Linked DNA regions of Zea mays: regions 1, 2 and 4 are each linked to region 3. Evidence: chromatin contacts called from public Hi-C data. All regions are on one chromosome and are shown on one strand. Each heading gives the region's core, a stretch centred on a gene start, on an enhancer-like site or on the middle of the called end of the contact. The rest is flanking DNA. Distances are from core to core; before and after follow the strand shown.

Region 1 (7,216 bases), core at 1,471-3,970, 490 kb after region 3:
GGAGTTGTGGCGGCTTGTATGAAGGTGGCCATGGAGTAGCCTGCAACTCTGCTGCTAGGGGAGAAGCATCATAAAAAGCAAAATTACCATGGTACAAGTCATCATACCATCCATCATCGTTGATTGGAGTTTCTTGACGAAGCTCTCTGTGTTGAGGCCCTCGTCCTTGGTCATCCTACCCGATGTGGCACATTTATTCAGCGTCTTCGTCGATCTTCCTTTCAAGTTCGGCTAGCCGAAGCAACTTTTCCTTTTCCTCCGTACTTGGTGATGTATAGCTTCTAAGTCTCTGATTTCCTGGTCCAACTCCTCCTCCTGAGGTGTTGGGCCGGTAGCCTTTCTCTTCTGGCTCCTATCTTCTCTCAGTGAGAGCATATCCTGATTGGTGTCCAGTGGCTACAGGGCAGCCCCTGGCACTATTGCCTTCTCGGCGGCATGATGAAGGTGAATGCTTGTCGAAGATCGTGGAAGTGAATTCACCGGAGGTGGGCGCCAATGTTGGGCACTTGTTCTCAAATGCTGTGAAGCAAGAACAAGGCAACACAATTGCTAAGTATTAAAGACCTTCGTCTTCCGAAGCATTATCTCCTCACGGACGTAATGATCATCAGACGAAGGTTATGAAGGACATATCATCATCTTATAGATAAACAAGAATGCAAAGAGATGAAAACAGTAAGAGTATCTCAATGATTCCTTCGTATTTGCATTCCACAGAACATGCATGAAAATTAACAAGATTTATATTACAATGATACCTTCGGCTTGCTCGAAGGTGTTGATGCAAGGGAGATTACAAATCAGCGTGAACAGTACGGTGCTACTGTTCATCTATTTATAGGCATGGGACAGAGCTCGGACAAAAGTACATTTATGTCCCCAATATTCACTTATGACCGTAGTACAAGTCATTAAGGACTAAGTAGTGGTCTCATCATCATCGGGTTTTCCATAGGGTATGTCATGTTGCTTGAGTCATGTTGTGAAATTGATCTTGTGCTATTTTTGAACCATGCCTCCAAACATGATTTATCATTAGTGGTTGCATGTCCTCTAGGTGTTTCCTAACATAGGGTTCTATGACACTAACTAGTGACAGACAATGTAATGAACTTGTTGCACCATTTCAAACTCTATATCAATATGTATTTTTCTCCATGTGCACCCTATTCCTGAGGTTCTACCTTTGTGCTAAGGGACTAGTAGCCCAATCACCAATCATCTTGGATGTATTTGGTGCCACAGTTCATGACCTCCTTGGTTCTATATGCCACAATGAGAGTCCCTTATGGGTTTTGGTATTTGGATGATAACACAATTAAAGGATTAACCAGGGTGTTGAGTGTTGAACAGGTATTTAGTGAAAAGCATGCAAGGTTCAACACATGGAGTCAATGGTGATATTCTATATAAGCTGAGCCAAAATATGGATTATGGGTAACCTTCGTCATGCTAGCTCAAAAAGGTCAGTCCTTGTTCTTCCATTGAAATTGAGAAAGAGACTTAGATCCTAAATATTTTTTGTATAGTATCTGTTGCCAAGTACCCTCAGTTGTGAGCAATTTGAAAAGCCACTTATTTAGTAGAGTTGTGTTCTTGATGTCTAAATTATGAATTCCAAGGCCACCTTGGTTTTTTTATGCTATAAAATGTCCCATTTGGTAAATCTGTATTTTCATTTTTCTTCATCACTTGCAAAAAAATCTTGATCTGAGGTAATCTATTTTCACGGGAAATCTTTGGACAAAAGAAAAGATAGCACATACATTGATAAGCTGCTACACACCAAGTGGAATCGAGGACATCAGTATTAATAATGAGGCAAGCTGCACCCAAAAGATCGACTAAGGAGATTCCTTTTGTCGCATTGTTTGCAGCAAGAAAGACCATCATAATTCTTTTTGAATTGTATTTTAAAAATAACTCACTTCAATTCTTTACTGCTATAAATCACCAATTTCCACTGTTGATCGGCTCCCCCCTATTCAAATGACAAAAAAGCTAAAATTATACATAAATGTGAATTCAAACCTAGTTGTTGGCTCCAAACTTACATTCACATACACCTAGTCAACAGAACACATATATCTTTGTGTTTTATACTTTATACTAAATATAAATGGAAATAATAGCAACACACGGGCACCTAACTACTCTATTTTTTATAATGCAATTCATAAATGGTCTCGGGCAGGATGTTGTGTCCTTGCAAAGTCAATTTATGCTGAGTTATCTGCTACTGCAATAGCATGCAGGAGAAAATTTACTCCTTTAAAAACATCTTACTGGCCACAGTTTTATTCAGGAATGGTTCTTACAAGAATGCAATTTCTGCACTTCAACTTCCACTTCTATGCCAAAGTACAACCCAACAGTCCATACGCACAGTTGAAATTAGTGAAGTGCTGAAAATTGTGCAGCTGTAAAAATGCAGACATGGAGTAAGAAATATTCTACCCAATTTTAGATATTTGGCCAAAATCGTTAGTCTTGAAATTGAACAATGATGGTTTCTTCAAGGTAATTAAAATAAAAAAAAATAGTCATATCATAATTGTAGCATTGTATGCTAAGGTTGTTTAAGTTGTGAATCTAATTTTTGAAACGAAAATATGAAGTAGGAAAGGCTTACCTGCCAAAGATAACATGTTAGGTATCAAATATCTGTGGCACAAGCCATCAGCAGGGCACCACCCACATGCCCAACCCAACCGCTGCTTTTATTTATACACCTCCTTTGGCCTCTTGCATCATCAGCTAGTTTACTTGCGCTGGGCAAGTCTCTAGTGCCAGCTTGTTTACTTGTAGATCCAGGCTCTCTCCTCTCCAAGCCTTTAGCACAGCAAAGTCCCAGTGCCATCCCTGTTCTGCCGTTGTATGTGAACCCTCCTATGCAATAGCAAGATCTCCATCTCTCTCAGCTCTCTCCAGCTTCATTTCCACTCAAGAGTTGAGCACGGATGAAGAGGCCGACCAGCAGAGGTTCTTCAATGGTCAGCGGGCAAGCAACCACAGATCTACAAGGTAGACAACAATCTCCCAAATTATTTCAAAACACAACTATATTTATTCTTCAATTATTATTTTCATCCAAATAATATCGGAAATACAACAACAAGAAAAAAGAGTACGTACGGTTGGTTGCTTCGCAGTTCGTCTTACATCTAAATTTTGGTCTAACTAATATCTTGTGAACATGATTTTTAGTCGTATACATATGCATTTGATTTGATGCATATGAAACCGTATAGGTTAGTGTCAGCGTGACAAAGACAGCAAATTTATATATATATATATATATATATATATATATATATATATATATATATATATATATATATATATATATATATATATATATATATATATATATATATATATATATATATATATATATATATATCGACAGGCACAACATGGCCTAATAATTAAGTCTAGCCAGCTAGCTTCATCTCTCCCTTGCTTGCACTTGCAGAAGATAGCTGCAGGTCCATGGAGCCGCACGGAGTGGACGGCGATGCTACGGCCGCGGCTGAGCGCGACGACGTGGACGCCGGGGCGTACGACGAGGAGGTGGACGAAGAAGAGGAGCTCGCAGGGTCCCGCGGCGGCCTCGGGGAGAAGAAGCGGCGGCTGGCGGCGGATCAGGTGCGCGCCCTGGAGCGGAGCTTCGAGGTAGACAACAAGCTGGACCCAGAGCGCAAGGCCCGGATCGCGCGCGACCTCAGCCTCCACCCGCGCCAGGTCGCCGTCTGGTTTCAGAACCGCCGCGCGCGCTGGAAGACCAAGCAGATCGAGCGCGACTTCGCCGCGCTCCGCGTGCGCCACGACGCACTCCGCGTCGAGTGCGACGCGCTCCGCCGCGACAAAGACGCCCTCGCCGCCGAGGTACGCGATGGATTGCTTTCATTGTGGAGTGGAGGTTTTGATTTATAGATCAGCTGTCATGTCATGTCGTCAGATAAAGGAGCTGAGGGGCATGGTGGAAAAGCAGATGGAGGTGAAGCTGGAGTCCGCGGCGGAGGAGCTGCTGCCGGTGGCGACGAGGTCAGCAGCAGCAGCCGCTGTGTATAACAAGGACGGGTCGACGGACAGCGACTCGAGCGCCGTGTTCAACGAGGAGGCGTCGCCCTACCCTTACTCCGGCGCGGCCTTAGACCATCAGCAGCAGCAAGAAACCAGCCACCCGCTGGGCTTCACGGGTTTCACCTCCTTCTTGACGTCCTCTTTCCCTTCCGTATACCATGGGGATTCGCATTTGGACCAGGAAGCGGACGGCTTCTTCAGCGCCGCCGCCGCCGGCGACGGATTCTTCGCCGAGGAGCAGAGCGCAGGCATCGGCAGCTGGTACGGCGGTGAGGGTTGGTAGAACAGCAACAGCTAAGCTGTTGGCTGCCTGGAGGCTGGAGATCACTCTTGGTATCGTATCTACCATTCTTGTAAAATATGGCGCTGTACATTATATTATGCATGCATGGGTCCGGGACGCGGTAACTATATACTACTATGTAGAGTTAATTTATATGGAGTAGTTAATTTCTGTATTTTTCACTGGCGGGCTGAAAGCCTGAAACACGGGCTACGAGAGGAGATAGGCCGGGTAATACGGTTATTGTTCTATAAATCTTGGTTGACATGCAGTTAATTTTTAGACATCTCTCTCGCTGTATCTAATCTAGAACAATCATATAATGTGGACAGTATATAAGATACTCGTACTTTGTGGGCATGGTTATCAGAGAGATCGACACATGACCACATGTAGAAACACAGCAGGACAGACAGGATTAGGGAGACAGGGGATGGAGAAAATGCATGAGGATACAGTGTACTTGGTCTTCTAACTAGCTAGGAGTATATTACTAAACTCATTTTTTCTGAAAGATTTGTAAGGTCATTTTTGTTACGATACCACATGCAGAGAGGGACCATGATGCATGGGTACGGTAAAGAGTTAGGTAAACACTAGTTAGATGAAAGTCTTCGTATCCACCGGCCTATATATATAGAGAGAGAGAGTTAAAACTTTTTCACATGCCGTATTTGTACCCAGATTGTCAATCTAGGATGTGCTTCTTTAGGCAACAACGGAAGTGCAGCAAATTAAAGGTATCTAGTGACAGGGACAACGAGTGGACTTGTTTAACCATGTGGAGCAGGGCAAAGAAAATTGAGGTCTTTCTGGCTGATTGGCGATTAGAAGGGGATGGGGGGAGAATGTGCTCGCTTTGATGCGGCCCTCTATGCCAATATTGTAATGCACACCAGCGATAGCAGTAGTAGTACAGGGTGTGGCCCAGCAGCTTCTTCTAGATGCGTCTTGCTCGGAAAAGTGAAGCGCACAATTAGCTAAATAAAGCCAATGGGTACAACATATCTGCCCGCAGTTTTTCATATGTGGAGCGTGTACGGGAACGATCTGTTTTAGGGGGTGTTTGGTTTATAGGGACTAATGTTTAGTCCCTTCATTTTATTCCTTTTTAGTGTATAAATTGCTAAATATAGAAACTAAAATAAAGTTTTAGTTTCTATATTTGGTAATTTTGGAACTAAAATGGAATAAAATCTAGGGACTAAACATTAGTCCCTAGAAACCAAACACCCCCTTACTTTAACGGCCTTCTGCGAGGACATCATCAGGCGACTGTGCATTATTTGAATTGGATACACTAATAATTAACAGCGTTTTTGATTATGCTGATCTCCTTTGCTATTGAATTTCCTTTTATGTATGTGCTATATGAACTCCTTCCATCTCAAACTATAATCATTTTAACTTACTTGCATAGTCAAAGCATCTCAAAATTTATATGAGAAAATAGTAATATTTATAAATATCAAATAAATATCATTAGACATTAATTATAATTCCATAGTACACAGTGACGGATCCAGGATTGATCCAAGAGGGGGCTACTAAGATAAGGCTATAAAATTTTTTAAACCAAACAAAAATAATATAATTGATGTTTAATATGACACAAGAAGCAAGATATAATTTAAACATTCAAGAAATATGTAGTCCAAAAATAAGTCGATACGAATTCTAGAAATAGAATAATCTTACACATATCATTCATGCGTTGATGTTGCGAGGTAAATTTATCTTCCAAGTTCTTAAGCCTTCAAAATGCTTCAAAATCTTTTCATCTTGAATATGTACAAACATGGGATTACTACCAAATAAATAATCAAATCAAAACTTCAAATCAAACTCAAAGCAAACAATAGCACACGTTTCACCTTCACTTCTTGTTTGCTTCACAAATCACAGCTAGGGTTAAGCGCACGGTCACAAATCACTGCTTGTCTGCTTCACAAACCCCTACTCGGCTCACGGATGCTCGCCTCGTATGCTCCGGACTCCGGCCACTGCGTGCGCGGCGGAACCAAGGCAAAGGTCGAAGGAGGGGGCGCGGAGCGGCGACGGGACAACGGCGTGGTCACGGGCACGCGGCAGTGCTTCGAGCGGGGCGAGCGGCACTACGGCTGTGCTCCGGCGGTCCGGCCTCCGGGCGAGCGGCGCTACGGGCCGCGGGGCGGCGGTGCTCTGTCCTCCGGGCGTGGGCGGCTCACCAGCGTCCGGCTGGCGGGCGGCGGCTGGAGCTGGAGCCTGGAGGGTAGATCGGTAGAGGGAGGCTGGTAGAGGGCGGCGGCTGGAGATAGAGGAGTGGAGGGTAGAGGGCGTCTGCGTCTCGGCAGCTCAGCGGCTGGAGGGTAGCGTGGACGCGGCAGGCCGTCAGTGATGGGCCCCTTCGCTTTACTGGGCCGCGACTGGGGTTGCAGCCCAGGCAGCCCCGGTCGAAGATCCGCCCCTGATAGTACACCTATTTGATGTTGTAAGTCTTTCTAATTCCCTTTATAAATTTAGTCTAGTTCATTCTATAAATTTGATCAAACATGAGATACTCTGGATGTCTTATAATTTGAAATGGAGACTATCATGTACCCTTTATCCTCTTGGTTTTGTCTTAAGGATCGAGCAGTCATGATTAATTACCAAACAGTGACTAGATTATTAAACACAGTTTGGGATGCCTAGCATGCTGGATTCAAGTCTAGGTGGGTGAAGGAGACTTTAACAACCAACATTAGTACACAGAAGCTCTATAGTGGCGGTTTTAAAGGTATTTCCACTGTCTTTTTTTTAGTGCCGCCAGTGCTAGGTGTCAATAGAAATCAACATTTCCACTTACAATCATTTTGGAACCGCCAG
Region 2 (7,276 bases), core at 1,751-4,250, 330 kb after region 3:
TCCGGTGCACGCCACGTCAGCACGCCCATTGGGGTTTGGAGCGACTTGACCTTTGGAATCTGCGCGCACTGTTCATCATTGTTCACTTTTGGCGGACGACCGTTGGTACCAGGTTACTATTGCTCCGTTGACTCACCGGACATATCCGGTGCACACCGGACAGTCCAGTGAATTATAGCGGAGCGCGCCCTGGAGATTCCCGAGAGTGGTCTGTTCGCTTGTGTGCGGGCCTGGTGCACCGGACACTGTCCGGTGCACACCGGACACTGTCCAGTGTGCCATTGACATCACACTCTCGTGTCTTGCTCCAAATTTATTTGAGTCCCCAACTTGAATTCTTGCTTGGTTTGTGTTGAACCTTTTGCACCTATGATAAATGATATCTAGGCAAACTAATTAGTCCACGTGGTTTGTGATGGACGTCAACCATTAAAATCGATTATAGGAAATGATTAAGCCCATTTCGCTTTCACATGTCACGGTGATTATCAAGAACATTATTAGGTAAATAAAAGTGATCAAGGGCACAACTTGCCTTTTTGGTGCAACTACAGGTACTTCTCCAATTGGAGCTTCAGGTTCCTCGAGACCTCGCTTCTATTCGTAGCAATACATATAGAGAGACAAATAATAGGTAAAAATAACATTACACCAAGCATGAGAACAAATTGTGTAATAACATTCCACGTGTCGCTACAAAATTTTAGGTTCAAGAACCACTAAAATCAGAGTTAAAATGGAGATGTTATGAATTTCTGAAGTTTCTAAGTTATTTCATATTAAGTTTTATATTTAAAACCATTTTTAACAATTAATTTATAAGAAAAACTGAGATCTATGTTGTGGGTCATATTCTAGATAAGTTTAGGGTCTATTTTCTAAAATTCTGGACCTCACGGTAATAGTCTTTGATTAGAGATGGACTGCAGATTATTTCCCCCCGACTTTGGGGACTCTTTAGCAAAAATCCACGACCGAAGTGGTATCCTCGCGACTGGGCCATCCATCCTGAGATCAATGGCTCAGATTTAATCTACGAAGGGGTACGCTCTGATGTAATCCTAGCCCTCCATCTCACAACTGGCGACCTGGATTTAAAAACACCTAGATCCAATCCAGATCGATGGATCGCAGATCAATGGCTCAGTTTTAACCAAGCATAACAGTTCACTTCTTCTAATTTGGGCCGTTTGTTCCGTGGTCGACGGCCAGCGCGTTATCTTCTCACCCAGACATCCGAGAACGGCGGCGCTGTCGGCCTCCATGGCAGACGGATGGCCGTAGCCACGCCATTCAGCGGTGTAAGGCCATAAACCATAATCCGAAGGCAGCCACACGATGCATACACCAATGTGAATCACACGGAGAAGTTCTTACCTGGAGCTCCAGCGATGAATCCTCTCATCACTGCAGCGACACCCGATGAATTGGTGACATCTGACATCCCTAACTTTCACGAGTCCTGACGAACCTCCTCGACCACATACTGCAGCAAATTGATGGCGAGGCTGAGCACATAATCGGGGTGGCGTCAATTCTCTCTCTCTCTATATATATATACGCTTGACAATGGATGCAGTCGCTTTCTAGGGTCCTGTGGAGGCCGCAATGGCTAGAGGAGAGGTAGGCGGCCATGTTATATTCTCGAGGGGTCGACACACGGGCTGAAACTAGGAAGATTTTGTGAGCCGCGCGAATCTTGGGCAGTTGTAACAACTTTGTTCGCGACGGACTTGACGGGGAAGAAGCTACTAGCAAATGGGCCCCGGACACCACTAACTTGTTGTTTTTTCGCGCGGTGAATGGGGTGGCTGAAGTGCGGGTCCCACGAGCTAGAGACGTGAAGCGTGAGACATTGGCGGGTGGGTCGCGAAGTCAGTGATGCGAGCGAATTGTGAAACTGGCCTAACGGCCCCACCTGCTCGAGCGCACCTCACGCAGATGACTAAGCAGGAGGCCCACCAGGCAGAGGAATTTGGCCAGCGCACGATAGTGACTGATCGGTGGGGTCTCCAAGTCAGCAGACGCGCGGCTGGAGTACTGCTGGATCGCACTGGTGATGCGGTTCTGGGCCGGAATGTAGGTTTCGGCCCAGACAAGGTAGTCTCTCTCTATATATATTTTTTATTTTCATTTTTTCCTGTTTTCTTTTTCTTGTTTTATCATTTCTCCTATTTCAAATATAGTTTGAACACCCAATTAAATGCACAATCAACAAAAAAGGCTCCGCATGCAATGCATGGTTGATTTTACTTATATACCAATTATTCATTTAGTCAAATGCCTCATATGCAACCCTTAGAGAATAGAAATGGTTATCTAATAATATTAACTCCTCGTGTAGAACTTTCATTAAGAGATGTTGTTTTTTAAAAAATATAGTTTAACAAAAAGTGGATAAATTAACTCATTTGGTGTAATATTTTATTAGAAAATATATTTACTTTGGGATAAGTAACTTGAAAGGTAATAAGATACTTATTAAAAGATATTTCAATTTAAAACTTTTAAAAAACTTTTATAAATCCTAAAATATAATTTTAGGGTGTTATACGTTGTCATCGCTAGTTCAGCGAGCCATACTCGAGTGCACTTGATACTTGATCGGTAAAGAAAGCGGGAAGTTTATGATGATATACGAAACTTACAAGCCACGTGTCGTCATAGGGTTACGTCGATCCGAACTAACTGAGAAAATGAAAAAGGATATCCACCCGAACGTTGTTGCTTGGAAGCTTCAGGTTTCGGCACCAGCATGCTAGCATGTCTGCTATCCGTCTCACAATCCACACATGACACCGCATCCCCTTTTGCCTTCCCAAGGCTATATCTGATCCGGAAATCGACTGCCTTTGACGTGCACAGATCATTCACCCTAACTTCACATCCAACAATTCCTTGCAAGCTAACGAATGGACACGCTTTCAATCCTCACGCCGTTGCGCGTGGCGAGGTGTCCATGTTGTACATATACGCGCTCGTTCCACGTTGTTGATCGATGTGCATAAGGACCCAGCGATCAGGAGCTGACTGTTTTGTCCTCCAGCAATCGGCCATGTCGTCCCTGGTCAGGTCGTTCGGGTCTCTCTACTCCCAGAAGCTCCGCTCCACCACCCGTCTCGGATCCGCGACGGCGGCGCCACCGCGTTTCCAGGCGTTGGTCCGATCGGGATTCTCGGGCTCCAGCCACGGGGGAGACGTGAGACGTCCGCCGGCTCGGCCGAGCCAGCATCAGTCTCAGGACAAGGAGCGGACGCCTTTCTTCATCTTGTGATTGCTCGACTGTTCTGTCCGTTGTACAGTTATTAGTGGGTCCCGGTGCGGCTCCTAATTCCTCTGCTGCACTGCAGGGCAAGGCTGGCCGTCGGTTCTATTCTTGCTGCTGCAGCGCCAATGCTGCATTCCAGATGGGCGTCGTTCCTGCTGATTCAGAGTAGAGCAAAGAGCCCTGTACCGCGCGCCGCGAAACTCTGCACCGATGCAAAATTTAACTCTGCGCCGATGCCATCAGGTGAGGTGGATATGGTGAAAGACACGGCGGAGGTAGTGGCGGAGGCCGTCGAGGACGCGGCCACCGTCGCAGAGAAGGTGTCGTCGGAAGTGGCCGAGCAGCTGCCCGAGAACGGGAGGCTGAGGACAGCGGTCGTGCTCCTGGAGCACGCGTCCAAGGAAGTCGCCGAGGAGGCACACCTTGCACAGAACATCATCCACAAGGTACACACCAGCTTGCAGTGTCATATGTTTGCTTGCGGAGCATAGAAACAACTCCCGTTCAGAAAATTGATAGGATTACACATCCTCATCTCTGTCTCAGACCTCTAAATGACAAACAAACAAATAAATAAATAAACAATGGATCGTAAAACAGAGCAAACAGAGGGCATCTATCAACAACAGCAGAGCGGCTCAGGTGCAGCTGCAGCTCCTCAGATCCACTTCCGGATGTCTAGAACACGACGGCGGCGGCTGCCACAGCGCCGGCGATGGCGACGAAGCTGATGGCGGAGGCAGATGCGGCTGTGCTCTTCTCCGTGACGGGCGCGGCGGCCGGAGTCAGAGCGGAGGCTCCCGCCGGGGCCATCGCGTCGCCAAATCCCGCACCGGCGGGGCTCGTGGCTGGAGCGTCGGCGGAGGGGGCGGACGCCGGCGACATCGTGGGAGGCGAGGGCGGGGAGGCCATGGGGGCCCTGGTCGGCGGCGGCGGGAGAGGGGCCATCTTGGGTGGCGCAGGGGCTGGGGCGCGCTTGGGCGACGCGGCAGGGGCCTGCGCCGTGGCCGCGACGGCAAAGAGGGCGAGGAGAGCAACGAGGACGGCGGCGACGCGGGCCATCGATCTCACCAAGTGACAGTGACTTCCTTCCTGGATTGTATAGTTAAAAAAACTTGGCGATGAGAGAAGGCCGCACGCGACGCCGTATTTATAGGCGAGGCGGCAGTGGCCGCTGGGTTCGTTTTCAAATACTTTCGGGTACTTATTAGCCGTTGGCCCTGGTTGCTTGTGTCCAGTGCAACGGCGGCACACGACGGGCCACCGGAAGCAGCTCGTGAATCGTGATAGGACATGGGACCGTGACGTCGTGCGCAACGGCTAGTTGTGCGTGAGCCAGGGCGGCCGGATCCTCGACGGACGGCGAAGATGGCCCTCTTCGCAGTCGGCCGTGGCTAAGGCCAGCTAGCCGTTGCGTGTCGTGCATAAAAAAGCCGCTGTCCCTGGCCGGCTTTCAAGCGAGGAGGCCAACCTGCTAGACTGGCAACGGAAGCCAAATGATGCCTGCCACGACGCCGCCGCACCGAAGCGCGCCCCCGGTGAATGCATAGTGTTGTGTTCAAAAGCAATCGTGTCGCCAGTCACGCAATGCTCTTTGTTTGGAAGTAAGATAATTGAAGGGCTATAATAATTTCCTAAACACGTCCTTAGAGAGGACACGTTTTTGGTAGGCTGCATATAGAGATGGCAACGGGTACAAACCCGATGGGTTTTGCCGTCCCAAACCCGTACCCGTGAAAAATATCTATGCCCATTAAAAAACCCGTACCCATGACGGGTTTGAGATTTTTCCCAAACCCGTACCCATCGGGTTAGCGGGTACCCATGGGTTACCCGCGGGTTTCATCTCCAATATACTTGTTCTTCTCATAATCAATAAGTATCATAATGATTAATGATATCATGATCCAAAATATATGTAATGAACAACAAGTTCATGATTTGGTATAAATATTATTAGTATAGAGAATAAAATACAAATAATAAGTTGTATAATTAAGTGACCTTGCACTAAGTTATCCATCCACCACATATATAACACTAGTAAAAACTATAATAGCAAGCAAGCAACACTCTAACCGACTACTGATATATTCACCAATTGATAAAAATTATGAAGTAAATAAGGAATAACAAGTTTGTTGTTCGTTTATAAAATAAAATGACAATATGCACTAGGTTTGGTCGGGTTTAAAAAACCCACGGGTTCACGGGTTTGGGTACTATAGGAACAAACCCGTACCCATAAACCCGCCGGGTATAGATTTATGCCCATTAACAAACCCATGGGTATGAAAATTGACCCAAACCCGTACCCTAATGGGGTAAAAACCTATCGGGTTTCGGGTTTCGGGTACCCATTGCCATCTCTAGCTGCATATGGCCGGTCAGGCCGGTGAGATAACGTATGCTTGTTTAGTTACTTGTCTATGTATCTGGACACTGACAGACGGTATTTGATTGGTTATATGTCAGTGGTCACCTACACTGCGGGATGAAGTATCTAGCCCCGAGCCAGCTACGGAGAAACGAGTTTATTTTTTTATCTCGGGAACCAGGCTCAGGCTAGCCTGTTTGGAGCGGCCAGACTCCACTATGAAACAACCAAATGTGCCTAGATTGTCTCCAGCAGTAAATGTAGAATATGGGACGTGGAATTGTAGATACGCTGTTTGAAAATGTTTGCAGAGTGAAGTTTAAAATATGGGATGAGATAGGAAATGTGATAGAGGATCTACCGGAGATTGTCTTAAATCGTATGTTTGGTTCCTGGTTCAAACCTTGATGTAGGCCAAGCCTAGTCTGAACAAATGGATGCAAGTAATAATTAGCTCGGTTGTTTGGTTGTCTGCATTAAATGAGCCAGGATTCGCTAGACGTGTTTGGTTGATCGGACATGACTATATCTACTGCTGGGTGTGTGTTACTATCAAGTTTGACATGAAAAGAGATAGTAAAAGCTAAACAGCTTGAAAATTTACATAATTTACCATTTAAACATGGACAACTTGATCATAACAGATGAATTCTTGAAAATTTTACACAATTTACTAGCTAAACATCTTAAAAGATTTACACAATTTACCAGCTAAACATGGACAAAGATAGCAATATGGACAGAGATAGTAACATGGACAGCTTGATTCAAGCTTGACAACTTACATAATTTACCAGCTTGACAGAGTAGAAACAACTTGTTAGGTTACAAAATTTAACATGAATAGTAGTAACACCTTGACAGAGTAAGCTTGATAGTAGTTGTGGAAGATAGATATCCCCTACATCCTTATGAACGTAGAAACGCCTCATGGGCCGCCTGATGGCCTCCCAAAGGTTGCCTAGCAAGATAGGCCCTCGGGTCACAACCAGGGTGGACGAGCTCGACCCAGGGAAACGGAGACCGGACGTCCGAGTTATGCGCAGACCGGAACATTAATGTCTCACGTGAAGAGGTTGCGCACACCTAAAGGGCTAAATACTTGGTGTTAACTCGGCTGAAGAAGCGACCAGGCTCCGGATAAGCACAAATGCATTCTGCGTTAAAAGGGGATTCAGGTAGAGTGAGATATTGATCACAACTAGTAAAGGGGTAACCCTCTGGTTATCTATATAAGGATGAGGGGGTACCCCTATGAAAGCATCTCATCTTGTCACATCTAAGCACCACCTCATAGCTCATTAGCTTTCTCATAGCAACCACACACCACTAGATCAGAAGGAGAACTCATCCTCCACCGCCCACATCTCACATGTAATCCGTGTACACCAGTGAAATTTCAATACACAGCCTCGACAGGAAGTATGGTGTTACGCATTATAGCGGCCCGGACATGTATAAACTCTCGTGTGACCCGACATGCTCCCGCAGTACCATCGAGTCACAATCAACGACGTTGTGCTACTCAAAAGCATCACGTGGGGAACCCCGTGGTGCGTAGTCGGGCCATAAACATCGACAAATGGTGCGCCAGGTAGGGGTGCAACGTTGATCCACGACGAGTCCATGGC
Region 3 (6,585 bases), core at 465-2,964:
ACAATTGTCAACATCAAAAAACAAAAAAGGCATAGAGCACTCGGTACAAGGTAATGACATAAACACCTAAGCCTGCCTTGTATAAGGGATAGTATAACATTACTACAGGCTATGGAGACAAATGACACATGCTATGGTTTCACACATTAGGAACAGAGAAGGGGTGCACATACCTGGTGGGTGAGCGTCGCAGGCGGAAGTCCCAAAGGCCCGAGCACCGAGCGTAGGGCGGAGGCGACAACAACCATGGAAGGAGGAGATGGCGGATAGAAACCGAGGCCTAACGAAATACCAACCGAACCAATCCCGATGAATCCTAAACTGTTAGGGATAAGCGTGCATAAGTTAGTGCTCCTATTCCTTGCACGATGCAGCAATAAGCAATAGGGTGGTTGCGAGGAAAAACTTAAACGATCCGTCCGAGCAGCAAGGAACAGGGCACCTTACCTAGCAGCAAAGGGATTAAACCGGTAGAGATGTGGATTGAAACATTAATGTCTATTTGGATGGGGAGGCAGTTGCGGAGTTTGGTGGTGAGCGCATTGAAAACGGAGGTCGGCCAAGAGGTCATGGCGCGCCCACTCCTCTCCGTCGCGAATGTATGGCAGGGGCCTGCCATCAGAGTACCTGGCTTGCGAAGTGGCCGTGAGGAGCAGCTCATCCCACTTGGAAGCCTCGCGCTCGAGCCACTCGGCGCGGGCACACAGCGCGGCGACGTCGGCCTCGACATCGAAGAGGTGCGTGTGGAGGACGTTGGCCTCATTTGCGGCAGTGCCCGCGCTTCGTCCTAGCGTGACGTGATTGATGGTCGCGATGTCGGTCTCAGCAGCGTGTGGAGGAAAAAGCGTAGGGAGGCATCGAAGAGGTGCAATGTGATCGGTGGTCGCGATGTTATTGGTGCGAGCCCACGTCGTCGCCGTCTTGGTCGGTGCCGAGGAAGCGATGGTTGAATACGAGGGAGGGGGTCGCTGAGATAACGATGCTCGTGGGCGTGCAGGAGGAGCGCCATTGGTTTCTGTGTGCCGGTTGCGATGGTGATCAACAGTTGGAGATGATGGGGCAACTCTAGTTGAGGTGAGGGAGCGAGATCCTCGGCCCAGTTGCGGCGTCAGCTCTCTGATGGAGTGCGGGCCAGCACAGATGGAGCGCATGCCGAGTACGTGGGCGGCCCGGCGAGCGCAATGAAGCATGTGCGAGGATGAAAGGGAGCAGGGAGGAGGTTGGAAGGGGCGGGCGAGGCCAGGAAAGACAGAGGCGGGACATGCTGTAGGGGTGGACGTCCACATACGCTCTTATAGTGTAGTAGAGATTGATGGCTATGACTCCTAAAAGGCATTGAGTCGAGCATCGTATATAAAGAAGTAACAAAAAATGATATATTCTATAAATAAGATAGCTATAATATTGACACTTTCATAGGTCTATAGAATAATAACCGAGGTTACCCTTTTTAGAAGGACTAATAAATCTATAACTTGTCATCGCTTCCTATATATATTATAAAAATAAATAAAATAAAATACCAAAGACGACGGGAGTATTCTCCGACTCTCCTTGGTTGCGGCCGGCACCAAGTGGCTAGTGGGAGTGACGTCCGAATCAACTGTCACCGTGTGGCCACCGCGTGCGTGCTTGCCTCCACCACCAGCGCGACAGGCGCCAAGCATCCATGCTTGTCCTGTCTATTTCTACCGTCTCACCTCTCGTCCCGTCTTCTCCACGATGGGCCACGCCACACCACTGAGCACCCTTCCTCCCTGTTCTTGCCTCTGTCCTATACTACTACTACTACCCATCTTTAGCCGCCGCGTGCATGCAAGAAGAGAAATAGCCGCCGATCGATCAGCGCTCGACCGACCCGTCATCCTTGACGAACGACCAGCTAGGAAACAGGAGGCACCTTCTTTGCACGTGTCAGTGCCAGCCAGACGAACCCAAGGTGAGGCCTCGCTGTTCAGAACCCTTTAATGCCCCCCTCCTTTGTTTGGCGTGCCTCTGCTTCGTCTTCGTGGTATATAAATGCTTTCCCCTCTTCTGTGATCGCCTTTGTGCCTGCGCCATTGGGGCCTGTTTGGAGAGGGGGGTTGCCGTCCAAATCGAACCAGGCTCTGAACATCCGTAAAGCAACCCCCCTCTCCATTCCAAACAGGCCCTCCTGCCTCCGTTCCTGGTAAATCCTTGAATTCTCGTGCTCATCCGGGCCTTCTTGTTTGCTGTGTGTGTATGTAGACGTTAGCGCTTCTTCTTACATGGTTCTGAATTCTCATGTCGAATCGTTGTTTGCTAGTCTGTATTTTTTTTTCTGTGTGGTTGTGAATCGGACGAGAATGGGGAAAAAACGAAGGTGGTCAATTTTGTTTCCATCGCGAATCTGATGATCTTTTTCCCCACCCACACGGCTTGTTGTTGTTTGCGTCAGTAATGGAATAACTTTGGCTCTGTCATTGCATATCATTTTCAGCCGTCTGGCAGTTGAAGGGGAGTCCCGGTCTGCTCATTCTTTCGCAGTCTGATGATATATATGTATATTCTTTTGCGTTTGAAGGACTCCTGTGTGTTGTTAAATTAAACTGGTTTCCGCGTCCGTTAGGACTTAGGAGACCTCATCGCGTAACAGCCTTCCAAAAAAATAAAGAGAGCCCCCTTCTCAACCAGCTGCTGATTAATTGGTGCAGGGCTAGCTGTCAGGACGGCTCAGCTCCAGCTTTGCGGCCCTCCAGCTCTCCCCAGTTCAAGTTCAATATTGGCGAGCATGCGAGTTTGCCCTCTTCCGTCGTCGTCATCATCATCGTCCTCGCGATCCCGGCGTCCCTGTTTCGGCCTACGCCTCCCGTAGACAACAGTTGCGCCCTGCTCTCCGGCAAGCTATGGCCAAGCTGAGCTGCTTCCCCGCTCTGCTCCCCGGCAAGAGGAAGAAGAAGACACGCAAGATCACCGATGCTATCAAGGCCAGCGGCAACGAGTGCCCCAAGGTGAAGCCGGTCGAAGTCGAACTCATCGACCCGACGCTTGGTGCAGGCGTCGTCCAGGACGTCGTCCCCGCCGAGCTCTCGGTCCCCGTGGAGGACCGCAACAATAAGGAAGCGGCTGATCAACTGGTGTTGGTGAAGGAGAGCGATCTGTCAGATTTCGACTTCAGCTTCCACGCGGCCATGAAGCCCGTCCGGTCCGACAGTGACGTGGCACTGGACACCTCGGCCGACGCTGCGGTGGCGGACACATCGCCGAAGCTGAAGCGGTCTTGCTCCAACATCGAGACTAAGCGACCAGGCTCGCGTTCCGCGCCCGAGATGCCGGCCCGGTCGCGCTCCTACGGCGATCTGGGCAACCTGGTCGCCGGCCTCGCCCTGGACGCGACGGCGACCCCGCACGGCGCGCCGGAGGCCAGTCCGGCGTCCGTGAAGACGTCGCGCACTGCCGACCGCGTGATGCTGAAGAAGCGGTCGTCCAGCCAGGTGCTGCCCTCGCGCAGCCGGAAGCTCTGGTGGCGGCTCTTCCTCTGGAGCCACCGCAACCTGCACATGCCGCGGTCGGCGCGCACGGCCCACCGATCGTTCTCGCCTGGCCGCCACGACGGGTACACCTCGGACACGTTCGAGGAGGGCCCGGCCGCCGACCGCAAGAACAAGACGGTCATGGTCGACGAGTCGCCGCCAGCAGCGTCTGTGCCCAACCAGTGGGTCGCCTTCTGCGCCGAGAGCTCCATCCACGACCGCGTCAGCGCGTGGGTCAGCAGCATCGAAAGCGAGCCTCCGTTCGATATCGCCGAGGAGGATGACGACAACTACGACGGAGAGGACGATGAGGAGAATGGCGAGTGTGCGGCGTCGCAGCCGCGCCATCTCGAGCTCGGGGAGCCATCGTCCGGGAAGGGCGGAAACAGCAAATCCAAGCGCTGCGCAACGACGGCCGACGAGGTCGTCCAGGCCAACACCGTGGTGCAGTCCCTGAACGCCTTCTCGTCGGTGGCGCACATCTCAGGGATGGGCCTCAAGGTGGTGCCGATGATCGCGCCCTTCTCAACCCTCCGGGCCGTCAACCTCTCCAGCAACCTCATCGGTGAGCAGAGCACTAATTTAATGAACTGCTTATTACTCTTCAGTAACTAACTATCAGTAATTAACTATGAATAATTTGAGTTGCTGCTGCAGTTCATATCTCCCCTGGATCGCTGCCCAAGGGCCTCCACTCTCTTGATCTGTCCAGGAACAAGATTGCCAGCGTCGAGGGCCTCCGGGAGCTCACAAAGCTACGCGTGCTCAACCTCAGCTACAACAGGATTTCGCGGATTGGGCATGGTAAGCACGTGTCTCCATACTTGAGGTTACTGCTGCTTGTATGCACAGTGCACATGCACTCATAAAGATGCGATCTGAGTTTATCATCTTCCCGGCCGGTACAGTCTGTCGGTGTGGATCAGAGACTCCGAATCATTGAACAGGACAGGACATCCCACATTGCGGTACCAGTTCCATGTCTTGGCTTCGAGTGGCCAGCGGTGGACATAATTGTCTGGGACCGGTGCCGTTGAGATGACCCTGTCCTGATTCGTTTATGCATTTGCTTTTCTGATTGAGGTGGCCCATGATGGACGAAGGACCCACTGCTGCCGACTGACATGCATCATCTTCGATTAATTGCATGCCTTAAGCAATCACGAATGCATCAGTTTGTTTTGTTTGCTTTGCTCATGGATTCCTCTGCGATGCTGCGCGCCATGGATCAGGTCTGTCGAACTGCACGGCCATCCGGGAGCTGTACCTGGCGGGCAACAAGATCAGCGACGTGGAGGGTCTGCACCGGCTGCTGAAGCTGGCGGTGCTGGACCTGAGCTTCAACAAGATTACGACGGCCAAGGCGCTGGGGCAGCTGGTGGCCAACTACCACTCCCTCCTGGCGCTCAACCTCGTAGGCAACCCGGTGCAGGCCAACATCGGCGACGACGCCCTGCGCCGGGCGGTCACGGGCCTCCTCCCGAGCCTTGCCTACCTCAACAAGCAGCCCGTGAAGCCGCAGCGCATCGCGCGGGAGGTGGCCACGGACAGCATCGCGCGCGCCGCGCTCAGCGGCTCGGACAGCCGGAGCATCCGGAAGAGGACGTCGCGGCGGCTCACGCAGAGCCCCCGCTCGTCGTCGTTGACCAGGGCCCGTGGCGGCGGCGGCGGCGGTTCACCCACACCAAGAAACACCTCTCGTCGTCGTTGACCAGAAGAACCAACTGCGTGATTCGCGTTGCTCTTTGGAGACGGGAGACGGTGGCGTGACTGCGTGCAGGCAGACTCAGACGACACCATGATTCGGCACGGCGCCAGCATGATATGAGACAAACCAAGTATATAAAGCAAGTATGATGTGAGAGAATTGCGATGCAACACATAATGTACATACTTGTTAGGGAGATATTGCTTAGATTAATACTACGACCGATGCATCTTTGTACCTGAAAATATCAATTTGAGCCTGGTTGAAGATGAACATCCATCCAACATCGCAGTACTGCCGCTTCATGGAGGATAGGTGTAGTCTGCAGATCGTACAGGTAGAGATGGCCAAACGGGTCGCCTGGCCCAACTCGGGCACGGTGAAGCCTGACCCGTTTTGGGCCTGGCCCGCCAGACACGGTTAGAAAACCGGGCCGGGCCGTCTAAGCACGCGGACTCAATTTCCTGTCTGAGCTCGGTCCGCAGCGGGCCTAAAAGCACGAAAAAAGCGGGCCGAAAAGCGAGCTAAACGTGCCGGTAAGCACGTTTTAGTGTAAAAAAAGCGGGCTTAACGGGATTAGAGGTAAACGGGCCATGCCGAGCTAGCCCATCATGCCTAGTTTTCTGTCCGGGCTCGGCCCGCTTATTCGTGCCGGGCCGGCCCGAGCCCGCATAGAACCGAGCCGTGCCGGGCTCGAACCGGGCCCAAACAGCGGGCTTCATGACGGGCTTGCGGGCCTCGTGCTTATTGGCCATCTATACATACAAGGGCCCATCACCAAACGTGCCCTAGGCTCAAGGTGCGAGGTACCTTAGGTCCTCTATACGTGAGCATGGACCATTCACACTGTATAGAGAGGCTCCAATCTTTTATGGGGCGCGCGGAGCATCCATATATGGACGGTGGACTGTTCATGAAGCACGTAGAGGGTTTCATACCTGCAGAACATAGTTCTCGTCTCCTGTGAGGAAAAATCTTAGGATTGTTATGGGGTCGACAAATCTCCCAAAACGTCTCTAAACGATGTAGCATAACGACGTAGCATTAAGCGCTTGGAGATCAACTATCAAACAAAGTCAAATTGATGCAATGAAAGGAAGGTACTTCCGCGATATTTCTATTGTGAGGGCCGGGGGAGATAGCAATGCCCTTTTGCCCGAAGCTGACGAAGTAATCGTTTACAGAAGCTTCATGAAAGCGGGACTTCGGTTCCCTTTAGATAAATTGCTAGTTGAAGTTTTGAAGACTTTTGAAATATTCCTTCATCAACTCACCACTGAGGCTATCATCAGAATGAGGATTTTTATTTGGGCCATGAGGAGCCAGGGGTTAGAACCAAATGTAAGATGTTTTTACAATATTCACGAACTGTCGTACGAGACG
Region 4 (7,442 bases), core at 1,001-3,500, 290 kb before region 3:
CACGCAGCGACAATTTCACTCGTCGGTCCAAGGACCCCCCGGGGTCGAAACGCCGACATTATCGCAGCATGATCAACCCGAGAACCTCCCTATACGTAGCTCCTCTACCGCCCTTGCCCCTTTCGGGTAAGGTAGTCCCCCACTAGCTTTACTAATTAGTCAGCTGTGGTAGCACTGTTTTCCCGGGTGGTTCTCCATGTTCCAATTAACATAATGATCTTATCATGAACAATAATCAACAACAATAAAATTGGAACATCAACATAATATAACATTACTTTCCCAAAACCAGGTAGAACAATAGCAAATCTACCCAATAGTTCATCTATTTGCAAGGTGGGGGATAAACAATGCTAGGGAAACCTATTAGGTCCCATCAAATTAACCTGAGCATTTCACATTGATTAACATGAACATTATTGGGTAAAGAAAAGTGATCAAGAGCACAACTTGCCTGAGACTCAAGATTCACAGGTACCAACTTGCTCTTCAAGTGATTCGTAACCTCGCTGCTAATCGTCGCCATACAAACAAACATGGTATAGCAAAAATAACGTCACAGCAAACATAAGAACAAACTGCATAATAACGGTCTACGTATCGTAACGAGATCGTAGGTTCGAGAACCACTAAATTCGGAGCTACGGTTATAAAGTTATAATTTTCCAAATGTTTAAGTGTCCACTATAAAGCAAATAAGGTACAAGATTTTAATCATAGATTTCATGGTAATACAAGGTTACTAGATGATAAAAAATTAATATGGGATTAATGCAACTGGAATGGATCAAAAATGTGTTAAAATGAATTAAATATGAATTAAACAAGTTTCTGGAATTATTTTTATATTCAAAATCCTTTTCTTTATTAATTTCACTCATTTTATTTCACCTTTGGGTTGCGGGCACTATTTACCAGAAGCTCGGGGTTGAATCTACAAATTCCAAGGTGTGGTTGTAATTATTCAACACTGGCTGTGGATGGAGGATTGATTCCACAACATTCCGAGGGTTCTTTTATAAACTAGTCGGTTGTCCGTGCGTTGCGATGGCTTACAACAATAAACTATCCATCAAAAAAATTTCAAGATTTTTTATTGATTGTCTCCGCTCTCTTTATAATATTTTTTTTTGATTTGGCTAACTGATGTTATTGTTTACTCCATACAAATATGTCTTGGTACAACACGGCCAATGAAGTGAGCGATTAGAAGAGAGTTCACAACGATTGACTGAATGAACAGAGCTTATAAAATGACATAATTCCATCATACAGAGAACAAATAAGAGAAAGTTTGTGAGATCAAGTTTATAAAATAAGTCCCATGAAGTCAAACTTATAAAAAAGATAGATCAAAATATGTAATATTTGCTAAAGGCAGACAACAATAAAAACTGGATGCGCTTTATATAAATTACGCTACTTCGTAGCAATTACTAACGTTCAAAACCAACAAATAACCTTTCATTTTGCTGTTAGTGTGACAAATCATTGCTGCTCCATCCAATTCAGCAACCTCAAACACCATGTAGCCCATTGCGCCAATGTGGTATTAGAAACCACCTAATGCTTGCAAGAGCAAAGAACGTCGTGTCGTGCTTGGGCTGTAGCCTCGGCCCGTAATGCTGGCCCGGCCCGACACGATTATTTTTTTATTTTACAAAAAACGTATATACCTATATACAATTTATATTCAATATTAAAAATATCTTAGCGTGATGTTCTACTGGTTAGACAGTTTTACCCAGTGTCTCTCGCCCTTCTTCCATCAGGGATGGGTTCGAACCCCACCTCCTGCACCGTTTTTTAACATTTTACGCTGATTTAATTAAATAGATCGACGGGCTGACCCGACACAGTTAGCAGGCCGATATGACGTGTCTGTGCCATAGTTGTGGCCCGCGTGCATCTAGCCCATGTCGGGCGTCGTTTGTCATCTATAGACGTGCAACAGATTAATTTGAAATAGCTGTGAGGGGTTATTTGTAAAAAATGACGTATGACGACCGTTGAAACTGGTGCTTTAAGTATAGTATAGATTGCGCACAACGAAGGGGTACAGGCGCATCCTGACCGTTGGATTGCGTTAACGGCCAGGATTAGAAAATCCTTCTTCCAACCGGTACATAAGCATAGCCAATGGATCTAGGATCGACGGCTATGATTCAAAATGCCAGAGAGGTAATCCTATACGTTCCACGGGCATCAACAGTCACGACTCACGATCTAAATGGCCCAGGACTCACCCCCGTACGCCCTTGCGGCAGATCGGACGGACCACGTCCATATGCCCGAATCCATCACCTAGGCCCAATCCTGGTCGTTCGAGATTACATCCACGACCATGGTCTTCCACGACCAGACCGCGACGACGCAGGGTCACCACGACGGCACCATCGCCGGAGCACACGGTCCCCGCGCAAATGGCCCCTAGCTCCTAATCCAACCGGCCCAAGCGAAACGGAGACGCCAACTAAGCACTCAATAGGATTCTCACCAACGTTCGGAGTGGAGACGAGTCTGCCCTCGGCGTGAAGGGCTTCGCGGCGGAGAGCACTCAGATGAGGAATTACCATCGATTTAGGCTCTTCCGCGGCAATGAATTATGTAGCGCACCTTCCACGCACCCTGTGTTTCACTTTAGGCTAGGCTCTACGGGTCAAGTCGACTCCCTAGCGGCGGTTCGCATGCGACGGCGCTCTCTGCTTCACCCCCGCCCTGTACCCGGTATATGGTGGCTTCGGTCGCGGCCACATGAGACGAAGAGGAGGAACAGATGACCTGGTTATATAGGCGCGAGGAGGCGAGTCTGGCATGAAACAACAGTGCGAGATTTCCTCGGCGCACAGAGTTTGTTACGCAGTCGCTGGCGCGAGCTCCGATCCGGTGATGACGAAGGGTAGGGACCCGACAGGTGGGCCCCAGCTGTTGGTGAGAAACCCGGCAGTGGCACGCGCAACGGACCCCGGACAGGCGGGGCCCACCTGTCCGCGCGGCACGCCGCCTAGCTGGGCCGAGCAGGCTAGCAGTGGTTGTGGGCCGATTTCAGGAAAAAGGTCCAAGCGCAGGTATGGCTTCCTTTTCCCTTTTTTCCTTTTGTTTTATCTTTTGTATTTTAATTTCCACATTCCAAATTCAAATTCAAATTAGGTTTTGAATTTCAAGCTCCTAGTTAGATGCAACAAACAAAATAATCCCAGCATGATGCAATAATATTTTATTATTTGTTTTGTTATTTTCAGTAATACTAATGCTTAATTCATGAGAGAGAAGAAGATAATTCACTCATATCAATATTTGAAATTCTTTATGTAATTGATTTTCAATTTCTAGTTTTGAGTCCAACATCTAACTTTAACAACTCCAAATATAATATTGTCATTTACTTATTTTCAAGAAATGATTTCTAAGCTAGTAAAATTCCTATTAACGGCATTAATTCAGATTTTTTTAAAAAAATCTTTCTAATAAGTCCAAAGTAAGATTTTGGGTGTTACAGCTAGTATTGGGGGCCTTCTTCCCCTGAAGGTCCTCCAAACACTTAGCCAATAACAATTTTTTTGTCTTCTTTCACATGTTGCATGACTAATGTCGAAGGTAGCCATCAGTTAGAGCTGACAATATACACATTTCTGTAGGAGAAAACTTCGGGTGGATACCATATGCTCATGAATGACGAAGCAAGGAAGTATCACCAGGAACCTTCGGAATTTAGTATGCTAGTCCAAAGAGGGAAAGGACAACTTTGCCCTTGGCATGTAAAATAGGCCAAATGTATAGGCCCAAGGTCACAATTGTAATTTCACCGAAGTTGTACCCCACAACTATAAATAGAGGAATAGTGACATGCATAAATTATGTTTTTCTGGACCTTGAGCATCCGATTGCTCAACCTTCGAAGATACCTTCGAGCTCTAGCTTGTATGAAGCCGAAGGTACATTTGTAATATTTTAATATTTTGCAAGGAAGGAAGTAAATACAAGTGCGCACAACTAGAGGAGTGATATGTTTTGCTCTTCTTGATTTGCATACCATTATCATTACCTTTATTGCAATATCCTTTTATCTTATAGCTTTAATTGATTTTAGTAAAAGACATAATTAGAGGGAGAAGCTTCCAATTTAATAACTTGTGTTGCCTTGTTTTTTATATCCTTTAGAAGATAAAAAACAAGTGACCAACAATAATGACATAGGTAAGGAACATTTACTAATCATATATTATGTGGCTCTTATTTGTTTGTGGCATCCAATGCCATGGGTGCCAACATCAGGCCCAAATCTGTTTTGGTAGTCTCTTTAAGCAAACCAAAAATATGCATGCATATGTCGTACCTCCACTACTTAGATTAAAATAATCGATGACACTCTTCTTTGAAAGATCTACCATGTGATGATTAGAATCTTTTTAGGTGTAACAATTGGAAGGACAAGAAAATGAACTCTTAATGATTCTAAGAGAAACTATCCTATTATATTTTGCATATGGACAAAAAGTATGATAGAAAAATAAAACGACATAAATATCTTCTTTTATTAAAAGTTGATGGACATTGAAGCTCCCTCCGCATTTCAAGGGCCTTTGGCCACCCCTCCTCTCGACACGTGCCCAGATGTACCTTTGTTTCCTGTGGGTGAGAAGGGAAGCACTCGACAATGTTTCTCGTGTCCCATTACCCACCTCACCCTCTTCTTCGCTATACTCAGTGTTGGGGGCTGCCTTGCTGAAGGTCCTCAAAACACTAGTATTTCGGTATAATAAAGTGTGTTTCAGGTGAATGCCAAAGGCTTGACAAAGTTGGCTTTCGGTCGAAGCAACATAAATAGAAGATTCATTTGTACGCAAAAATGGTGGGAGAATGAGAAGAAACAATTAGCTTCGGCATGAGGAAAAGCTTCACGCGCAAGCTGACGAAGGAAAAAGAAGGCCAAGACCTATGTAATAGCAGAGAAAGGAGAAAATCCAATACTACCCTGATGTCATTTGTAAATAATGAGTGTGAAGCCTTAAGGGGCATGATTGTAATTTTGTACAAATTTTGATCATCTTCCCAATAAATACGTGAACAGTGTGCCTTGCATAAAGCACCTTTTGGAGGGACCATCACTTCGTGTTATTTAGCCTACAAAGAACCTCCGTGCAATCTTGTGTGCAGGAACCGAAGATATGCTTGTACACTCACTTATCAGGAGAGATGGAATAAAATGCTAAGGCATATGAGATGAGTTGAACATGAAGTTCTATTTTGTCACTTTCATGTTATTTCATTATGTTTCTCTCTCAATACTTTGTCCCTTGTTCTAACACTTCGAATGAGTGTTAAATCAAGAGGACGAAGGTCTTTACATCTAACTTGTGTTGCCTTGATTTTTGATACCTTTAGGGGAATTGAAATCAAGAACCAACATTGGCACCCACCTCTAGTGATCTCACGACCACAACTGTAACACCCCAGTAATTCTCAGAGTTCTTCTCAGTACTAACTCAAGATCATTATCACATGTAAATCCAATTGAGCAAATGACACCAAGAATTAGAAACAAAGGTTTAATTAAAGTCCTTTTCATCTTAAGGATCATGCCTTAACCATATCATGCACCTCAAAGTGAGAGGAATGCCCAAACCCTAAATAACCCTAAATAGGCCATTTAAGTGCAAAAGGGGAAAACTTGCAAAAAGATTTTGAAAAACACAAAATTATGATGAGAACTAAATAACAAAGTTAAAGTGCACTAAATAAACTACAAAATGTAGTAAGAAAGTTTGATAAGTGGAACTTTGCAAAATTCTCAAAAAGACCCCTCAAGCAAAAATCTCAAAAAGGAAATTCAGAAAATTCAGAACTGAATTTTCACCCCTTCATGAAGTTCAGCCATGTTCTCTGTTTTCCAAAACTTAAATCTACAAAACCCAAATATGAAAGTGGCGCCAAATTACCTTGAACATACTCTGGTAAAGTTTGAACTCAAACAAAAACCGTTTGACACATGTTGACTCGACCATAGTCTCGGTTTTCAACCGAGCGACAAACCCAACTTCGCCCCCTCGTATCTCGCGAATCCGAGATCAAATCCACTCAAGTGCTATAAGAGAAACAAAGAGTAAACGACAAGGGAGAAATCGTGTGCAGGGATTTGGGAGAGTTACGAGAAGATCGCGAGCCAATTTGCGTTTGAAAATGACCAAACCGAGTGAGGCCATGTGTTCGATCGCTTGCCTGACCGACCGAGCGCGGACTGGCCGCGGCAGCGCATGCCCCGCACGTCTGCGTTTTGCCCTCGCCTTTAACTACCCCAGAAGCCATAGTCGTATGCACTCGCGCACCCAAAGCCCCGCCCGAGCCAGAGATCACCGGAGTTTGCCGTTGAAAGCTAGCGCCACCGCCCGCCATCACTGCCCGAGCACGACCGTCGTGACCAGTCTTTTGTAACGACCCCCAGCCTCACCCTATCCCCTGGACAGCTTCCCCGGGAGGCTGTGAAGCTTCTCCAAGCTTGAACTGAGGCATTGCCTCACCGGACAAGCAGAATCGCCCTCATCGGACTTCGGTCGCCCGCCACCGCGCGTAAGCCGAGCTATCCGGTGAGCCATTCTCCAATTCCTCGCGCCCATGCCTTCCTTAACACCTAGTGAAGCTCACTGACCGGTTTAATTGAACTCTACCTCCCTGGATAGGCCGGAGCCCTCGCCGCCGCCGAGCTCCCCCGCCTACGCACGTGGACTGGCCTACTCCGACTATCCCCAGAGACGATCCGCACATCGGCGTGACCATCACGCCCTCCCCTACGCCCTCGACCACCTCACCGGAGCAATCTCGCCACCGGTAAGCCCCTCCGCCTTTCCTCCACCGCGGGTACTGTTTAATTGGGAGAAGGATCTCGGGTTAGGTTTAGCAAAACCCCAGGGCGTTTCTGAACTGTCAGGGGCACATTTGAATAGTGACCCGAGGACTAATCTGTAAGGGAAATTGAAAACAATCGCCAGGAACCCCGATGCAAAGTTAGTTTCCATTTAACCATTTTTGATTATTCTTTTTGATGAACAGAGAACTTAGGAAATTCATAACTTGAAGAATATTGATCCAAAATTAGTTAAACCAATTTTGCTGGATTCAAAATATTATGAACTATCAGACAAAAATACTAAACCCCATGTTTTCTATATTATTTTAAGAGTTTTGAATTAAATAATGAAACTGCCCAAACCTTATTAATATAAGGAAAAATAGATATGCTTCTATGATAGGCTTAAGAAAATTTGTAGAGATGCACACCCAATTTAGGCACTATTTAAAAATACTGAGCACCCCAGTATACAATATTAACTTAATTATTACTTTTTAAAATTATATCTGTCCAAAACTTTGAAAATTAAGAAGGGTAGTGGAAAATAATAAACAGAGAAGAAGTATATTTTCCTAGCATATTTAGGTGATGAGGA

What was found. A called contact is a pair of places that touch in the nucleus more often than the background predicts.
Region 1: a contact with region 3 is called in a Hi-C map of leaf, with 5 times the contacts expected there. The contact joins the promoter of LOC100273913 here to the promoter of LOC100191600 in region 3. A contact is called at or near these places in 2 of 25 Hi-C or Micro-C datasets (leaf and tassel).
Region 2: a Hi-C map of bundle sheath shows a contact between it and region 3, with 5 times the contacts expected there. The contact joins the promoter of LOC100278970 here to the promoter of LOC100191600 in region 3. A contact is called at or near these places in 3 of 25 Hi-C or Micro-C datasets (bundle sheath, ear and endosperm).
Region 4: a contact with region 3 is called in a Hi-C map of tassel, with 3 times the contacts expected there. The contact joins the enhancer-like site here to the promoter of LOC100191600 in region 3. A contact is called at or near these places in 4 of 25 Hi-C or Micro-C datasets (ear, leaf and tassel) and 1 of 3 datasets of contacts at active chromatin or transcription factors (leaf).

What each region holds. Positions count from the first base shown.
Region 1 is chr1:143,507,173-143,514,388 of Zm-B73-REFERENCE-NAM-5.0, forward strand. LOC100273913 reads left to right here and starts at 2,721. Exons shown (of 3, transcript NM_001148305.1): 1 at 2,721-3,024; 2 at 3,476-3,888; 3 at 3,962-4,650. The coding sequence starts at 2,961. The coding sequence ends at 4,369.
Region 2 is chr1:143,344,778-143,352,053 of Zm-B73-REFERENCE-NAM-5.0, forward strand. It overlaps LOC100278970, which reads left to right and starts at 3,001. Exons shown (of 4, transcript NM_001152063.2): 1 at 3,001-3,270; 2 at 3,351-3,433; 3 at 3,512-3,714. The coding sequence starts at 3,056. It overlaps LOC100274631, which reads right to left and starts at 4,391. Exons shown (of 1, transcript NM_001365149.1): 1 at 3,726-4,391. The coding sequence starts at 4,330. The coding sequence ends at 3,947.
Region 3 is chr1:143,020,861-143,027,445 of Zm-B73-REFERENCE-NAM-5.0, forward strand. It overlaps LOC100191600, which reads left to right and starts at 1,715. Exons shown (of 4, transcript NM_001137029.2): 1 at 1,715-1,939; 2 at 2,676-4,059; 3 at 4,152-4,298; 4 at 4,727-5,475. The coding sequence starts at 2,868. The coding sequence ends at 5,205.
Region 4 is chr1:142,731,236-142,738,677 of Zm-B73-REFERENCE-NAM-5.0, forward strand. No RefSeq gene overlaps it. Among protein-coding and RNA genes, the nearest start is that of LOC100283512, 270 kb to the left of the region's middle. Within about 2 kb of position 2,251, at least 20 of the 20 cell types and tissues checked have an H3K27ac peak or open chromatin away from gene starts, as enhancers often do. A contact at or near this core is called in ear, leaf and tassel, where this site is marked.